2 separate regions of the Capra hircus genome follow, and region 1 is linked to region 2. A link is a contact called in public Hi-C data. All regions are on one chromosome and are shown on one strand. Each heading gives the region's core, a stretch centred on a gene start, on an enhancer-like site or on the middle of the called end of the contact. The rest is flanking DNA. Distances are from core to core; before and after follow the strand shown. Region 1 overlaps AIM1L (absent in melanoma 1-like protein). Region 2 overlaps UBXN11 (UBX domain-containing protein 11).

What was found. Hi-C and Micro-C count contacts between places; a contact is called where the count stands out from the background.
Region 1: a contact with region 2 is called in a Hi-C map of blood, with 5 times the contacts expected there. The contact joins two enhancer-like sites. A contact is called at or near these places in 2 of 5 Hi-C or Micro-C datasets (both in blood).

Annotation. Positions count from the first base shown.
Region 1 is chr2:9,168,251-9,171,266 of ARS1.2, reverse strand. AIM1L (absent in melanoma 1-like protein) reads left to right here. Exons shown (of 22, transcript XM_018056341.1): 21 at 641-800; 22 at 897-1,081. The coding sequence ends at 985. It overlaps LOC108637283 (a long non-coding RNA gene), which reads right to left. Exons shown (of 2, transcript XR_001918921.1): 2 at 2,426-2,799. Among named protein-coding and RNA genes, the nearest start is that of UBXN11, 13 kb to the right of the region's middle. Within about 2 kb of position 1,251, at least 3 of the 5 cell types and tissues checked have an H3K27ac peak or open chromatin away from gene starts, as enhancers often do.
Region 2 is chr2:9,128,665-9,131,956 of ARS1.2, reverse strand. It overlaps UBXN11 (UBX domain-containing protein 11), which reads left to right. Exons shown (of 15, transcript XM_018056321.1): 9 at 895-1,109; 10 at 1,371-1,448; 11 at 2,413-2,530; 12 at 2,655-2,758. Among named protein-coding and RNA genes, the nearest start is that of SH3BGRL3, 5.2 kb to the right of the region's middle. Within about 2 kb of position 1,621, at least 3 of the 5 cell types and tissues checked have an H3K27ac peak or open chromatin away from gene starts, as enhancers often do.

The DNA.
Region 1 (3,016 bases), core at 2-2,501, 40 kb before region 2:
AATCTTTCCTGAACACCCGCCATGTGTTTGGCCCTCCTGAAGCTTGCTTCCTAGTGGGGAGAGAAAGAAACGGCTTCAATGAGTCCTAGGCGTTGAAAAGTGCTTGGAAAAATACATGAAGAAAGGAAAATAGGGAATACCAGTATCTCTGACAAGGGGAGCCCTTCCTGAGAAAGTGGCGGTGGAGGGGACACCCTGCAGATGTCTTCCTTATGAACATCATGATGTCTTCACGTGAACATCGCATGGAATCCCTAGAGGGCACTAGAGGGCAGGTCCTATTATACTTCCCATTTTATAGGTAAGGAAACCAGAGCAGAGTTTAGTAACTGGCTGAAAATCACATAGCCAGTAAGTATGTGGATGTTTGCTGCTAAAGCCTGTGTTTCAAGAGTCAGTCATGGAAGTCTTCCTGGAGGAGTTCATATTTTCCCAGCTCTTCGATGGTTTCTCACATTGAACCAGAACCCTTTCAACAACCATCCCCCCAGGAAAACAGAGCTCAGAAAGATCAAGACGTTTGCCCAGAGTCACAGTCCACGAGAGCCAGAAATTCAAAGCTGGGTGTATCAAAGTTGTCTTAGGTTTGGCAGAGTCCCTGGGGGAGGGCCGGTGCCTGACGATCTCCTGGGGGCCTCAGGTGGCCCCCACCATGAGCCTGCAGGTGATAGGCCCCCCCAGCACAGGCTCCAAGGTGGTGCTGTGGGCTGAGAGCCGCCTGCCCCGCCAGACATGGAGCATCAGTGAGTCGGGCCACATCTGCAGCCAGATGTTTGAAGGTCGGATCCTAGATGTGAAGGGTAAGTTGGGCATGTGTGTGGGAGAAGGCCCCTGAGGGCAGTGGAGTCCCCAGCTCTTTCTGACCATCTCCCCGTCTCTTACCCCATCCCCTGCAGGCGGCCGGGGCTACGATCGGGACCACGCAGTGCTGTGGGAGCTGGCCAAGGACAGGGCGTCCCAGATCTGGACTGTCCATGTGCTTTGAAACCTCCCTGCCACCCCCCAGCCCTGGAGGCTCTCCCTGGGATGACATGTTTTTATAGGGTTTTTTGTTGTAACATAAACTGTTTTATACTATGTTCCCAGGTATCCTTGACACTGCACCTTGATATTTGGGGTGGGGGGCGGGAGTGAGGTTTTATTCACGTGCCTTCTGACTTGCCTAGGCTCAGGTGGGCTTGCTTCTTCCCTCCTTCCGGTTCGGGCGTTCAGATGCAAGGCCTCCCTCTGCCACCAGAGGGAGCCCTGGGACCAGACTGACTGCAGAGTGTGACCTTGTCACCGCCTCCCTGAAATGATGTGTTCCCGGAGCGCGGGCTATGGGAGCACGAACATGAACCAAGCCTTGGTCCCTGTGCTCAGGCAACCCACAGTCCAGTGGAGGATTCCAACGGGTAGGGTGATACATTCAGTGACAGGCAAAGAAAGGAAGTGGAGGCATGCACAGGGGAGGACTTGAAACTATATTTAGAGGCACAAGGCATGGAACGCTGCCCGGAGGAGGGAATCCTCACCTGCGATGTGGAGAATGAGAAGGAGTCAGCCGGGCTAGAGGATGGCAGAGGGGTGCAGACAAATTCAGGGGTGGAAGCCTGGAAGTCCAGTGTGATGGGGGCAGGGTGGGCCGGGCGAGAGAGGCGAGTGGGAGCCACACCTCAAAGGGCCTTGCTCGCCAGAGCCTCTCAATTTCTCCCAACCCTGGTCTCAGGCCCTAAAGGTTTGATCTCAGTCAGATAAGCCGGGACAGGGGGTCTTGGTCCCTAACCCGGCTCAGAGAGGGCAGGACATAGTCCTTCAATCTAGCAGACCCTTGGCCTCTTGGCTGAGATCCTCCAGGAAGAGGCAGAGATGGGGACTTCTCCAGGGTCCCTTTCCCTCTCTGTTGATCCCAATTCCAAGAGGGGTACGAGTGGTTAGAGCAGCTGTGTGTCCTTCCTGCCTCCTAACCCATGGGTAGGTGGGAAAGAGACAGACAGCGGCCTCTTCACCTTTCTCAGCGCCCCCGTGGTTGGAGGCGTGACGACAGGAGGCTGGCTGTGAGGGAACCGCTAGAGGTTGGGCGGGCAGTTCTCTCTGACTCTGTTGTTCAGAAGAAACTCAGGTAATGGAGTGGGGGACTTGCCTCTGCAACTGTGGATGCCCAAGGTCTGGGTGGGTGTATGTGGGTCCTCTGGGACCTCCCTTCCTGAACTCCCAGGCACCGGTGACCAAATGCAACTAAAGAGAGGGTGACTACGGCAGGTTCTGGGCTGGGTCCTTTCAAGGGGATCCAAATGGGTAGGGCCCCAGCTTCCAGGCTTTGGGGCAGGGAAGGTGGGGTGTGAGCTCCCTGGTGCCACCTCTCCTGCTGATGGGGACACAGGCAGCCCCTGGGTGCTGGCTCTTCAGGTCTGGTGATGTCCAGTGACCACACGTAGGACCCTGCTCCAAGTACACAACAGCTTTATTGACCCCCAGCTGGGAGGTGCTTCCTCCTCCATGTCAGAACCTCCCTGTGTCAGCCATGGGCCCCACCCCAAGCTCTGCCCATCAATTCCTATAACCTGCTCATCTCTAGCATCAGCACCTCCCAAGGATTGGGGGTGCTTCTCCTGCTAGTGACGATGGCCGCTGTCTTGGGGGGGCATGAGATGAGGGCTGGGGCGTGTCAGCTCAGGTGAGGTGGAAGAGCTGGATGAGGGTATTGGTCAAGAAGAAAAGGATGCTGCCACCGGCCAGGCTGCTGAAGGCTGGGGAGCCACTTTGGGGTTTCTTGTAGGTGGTGAAGGTGCGGTTGCTTCCCAGGACTCCGGTTTGTATCTGCAAGAGAAGAAGTGGGGCAAGCCCGGGGAGGGGTGAGTCTCAGGTGTGTTGTTTAGAGACCCAGTTCTCCCACCCCCAGACTGTAGCCCCCGGTTCCCTGTCCTGAGGGTCGTGACTTCTGCCGCAACGTCCTGTGGGGAGGGCTGGCGGCTTCGGGCCACAACGGAGGCAGGGTCAGAGGCAGTCCCCGGTCTGTGTGCCCTGGAACCTTCCT
Region 2 (3,292 bases), core at 372-2,871:
ACCTACACCCCATGAAGCTTAGGAACAGCTATATGGAGAAGCAGAGGCCAAAGCTGTCAGCTTGTCAAAGGGCTCTGTGACTCAAGAAATGTATGTCCAACCCAAGGTCTGTCCCATGTCCCTTCTGTCCAGTGGCTGTCCTGACCCTCCCCTCCCTCTCCTGATGGCGCAGATGGGTAGGAAAAACAGATTTCAGCTCAACCACTTCTAACTCGCCAAGTGGCCTGGGGCAAGTCACTTTCTGTCTCTGTGGGCCTGTTTCCTCTTGTGTAAAATGGAGATTGAGTAAGCCCTGCCTCGTAGCCTCTGGCCTGGCCTGAGGCCCATTCCTCAGGACTCTGCTGGAAGTCCTCTGGGATCCTCATAGCCCTCCTCGTACTGTCATCATCCCCTTCCAGAAGAGAGTGCTCTGGTGCCGAGCAGTGAAATGGCTTGACCAGGGTGACGCAGGGAGAAGGAAAGAGCTGGAATTTGAGCTCAGACTGCTGGGAACTCGGCACTGAGCCTTTCAGCTGCTAACTCCGTGCCTGGCACATCTGACCCGGGATCAGTCCTGCTCCCACCACTTACTGTGTGTGTCCCTAGGCCAGCCTTTAACCTCTAGCCCTTCGTTTCCTAATATGGAAAATGGGGATGTTCATAGTCCCTACAGCATAGGGTTGGTATGAAGAGAGAACAGGATAATAGATGGTAAACCCCTAGCACAGAGCAGATGCTCACTAAAAGACAGCCAGTATTATTACCTAGGTCAGCTGTCCTTCTCCCTCCCCAGGGGGGTCACTTAAAGAGATGCTAAGTCCCCTGCCCAGCGTGGGAGGGGGCCATGAAGGCCAGGGCCCCAGAGCACACAGCAGCCCCGAAGAGAGGCTCATGGGTGTCCGTCCCCTTTGCCAGGGGACTCGTTGGTTCCCCCCGAGGTGGACTTTGACAGGCTGCTGGCCAGCCTGAAAGATCTCAGCGAGCTGGTGGGAGACAGCGACGCCCAGTTGATGCCGGTGCCCGACAGAGTGCCGCTCCGGACCCTTGAACCCATCCCGCTGAGGCTCTACCGGAACGGCATCGTGATGTTCGATGGGCCCTTCCGGCCCTTCCATGATCCCTCCACGCAGGTAGGTGTGACGGGGAAGGGGAGACAGGCCCAAGCACCCTCAAGCTGCTCCGGTGGCCGACCTCTTGCTCACTATTAAATGGGCCCAGCTCTCCCCCAGCACCCCAGGCTCATGTGCAGCCTTCAGCAGCACCCCTACCCACCCAAGCCCTGGGGCCCTACTTCCAGAGTAGGATCCACAGAGGGAGCCCGCCCCAGTAGCCTGCCATCTAGACAGGAAACAGGGTCCAGCCCAGGCCTCATCCAACCTCTCTCCCCACAGCGCTGTCTTCGAGACATACTGGATGGCTTCTTCCCTTCAGAGCTCCAGCGGCTGTACCCTGATGGCGTCCCCTTTAAGGTGATGGGCTGATCCCAGAACCACTTACGCACTCCCAGTGTGGGGATTTTGCACAGGGGGTGGGATTGCTTTCTCAGGCCTCACCTAGAGGTGCTGCCCACCTCAGGGGACCCTCCTGCTCCCCCACCCCCCACCATCTGATGACCTCTCCAGAAGGAGAAGGAGCCTGAAACCAGCCTGGGAAGGGAGCTGGGAGGCTGTGGTGGCCCCTGGGGCTCCAGCTGCAGCAGCAGCAGCAGGGAAGGCTGGAGGCTGAGCAGCAGGCAGTGCCCCCTGCTGGCTGCCTCGAAGCACAGCCTTCAGCCTGGGACCCTCCTCCACCATGTCCAGGACACCTGGACCAACTGGGGACAGCGAAGTGTCTGTACAGAGGCGACCTGGATGCTCCCAGGGGCTCCTGGCACCTCCTCTTTGGGGTGGAAGGCAGTGCCTTGGGAGGAAGCAGATGTTGGGACTAAAGAACTTGAGGTGCAGCCAGCCCCCTGCTGTGGGGGCGGTGGGCGGTGAAATGAGGGTGACTGGACCAACCTGAGGCCATGCCCCGAGGGTGGTGCGTTAGTTCCACAATGTGAGCATGTGAGGCAGCGCGTGCCAGCCCGGCTTGGAAACTACCGTGAGTCACGACCGGGGGTGTTCAAGGCAGTGCATGCCAAGCCAGGCTTTGCCCTCTCCTAAACACCCTCATCCCTCCCCTGCTCTGGGAGGGGGATGTCAGCACTGTGACTCCAGCTGGCGTGAGGCAGGGAGCTTGCAGGGAGAGCAAGGGTCAGGTGGCTGAGAGCAGCATGAACAGCAGCTCTCCTGCTCTCTCCCAGGGCCTCGGTTCCCTCATCTGCAACATGGGGATTGCGGCAGGCCACCCCGCGGGCCTGTTCCTGGGGCCTCTGTTTGGGCACGGAGGGGTGGGGATGAAGCCCAGGGCTGAAGAGCTGTGTCTGCCGCTGTTTCCCTTCCTTCTTGCCAGGTGAGTGACCTGCGCAGTCAGGTCTACCCAGAGAACGGGCTGGACCCGTTCCCAGGTGAGGGCCGCGTGGTGGGCCTGCAGAGGATTCGAAAACCCTTGGACAGCATAGAGCATCCAGGTGAGCTCGGCCCTGCGGCTGAGCCAGGTGGTAGGAATGCTGTGCCCAACAAGCTCCAGGTGAGCCTCCTCCAGCATCACTCCAGTCCCCACCTGACCAAGGCTCCCCGATGCCTTCCCTGCAGGCTCCAGGATGACCGCCGAGAAGTTTCTGAACAGGCTCCCCAAATTTGTGATCCGACAAGGCGAGGTGATTGACATCCGGGGCCCGATCCGGGACACCCTGCAGGTGAGCCCAGCCCTGGCTCCCCAGGCCTTACCGTGTGTGTGTGTGTGGTTGCCATCAACCCTCACCCAGCCAGCCAGAGCAATGGTTAATCTGGAGGCTCAGGCTTGGGGGTCCCTCAGGATGGCCTGCATGGAGAGACAGGCCCCTCACAGCTAGCTGTTCCATGGTCTCCTGGAAATGATGGGGCTGCTGAGGGCTCTGAGTGAGGACCAGAGAGCTTCAGACACAATATGGGGGCAGGAGCTGTAAGAACAGGCAGGTCAGGGGACTCTAGCTGGGGGTAAGCTCAAGTCCAGGCCACCTCAAGGTTCAGTCCGAAATACACCTTCCTGGGCTTCACAGAACTCACCATGCCCTCTTCTCACTCCCTGTCCTCCCCTCCCCCTGTGAAAGGTACCAAACCCGTTTCCACCCCCAACTCTGCCTTCACCACACGTGGCCAAGTCCTGCCAGATCTGTCGATCCCCAGAACTGCTCCCAAATCCATCTCCTCTCCAGTTCTGTCCCTGTCAACCTAGCCCAGGCTCCCGTGTC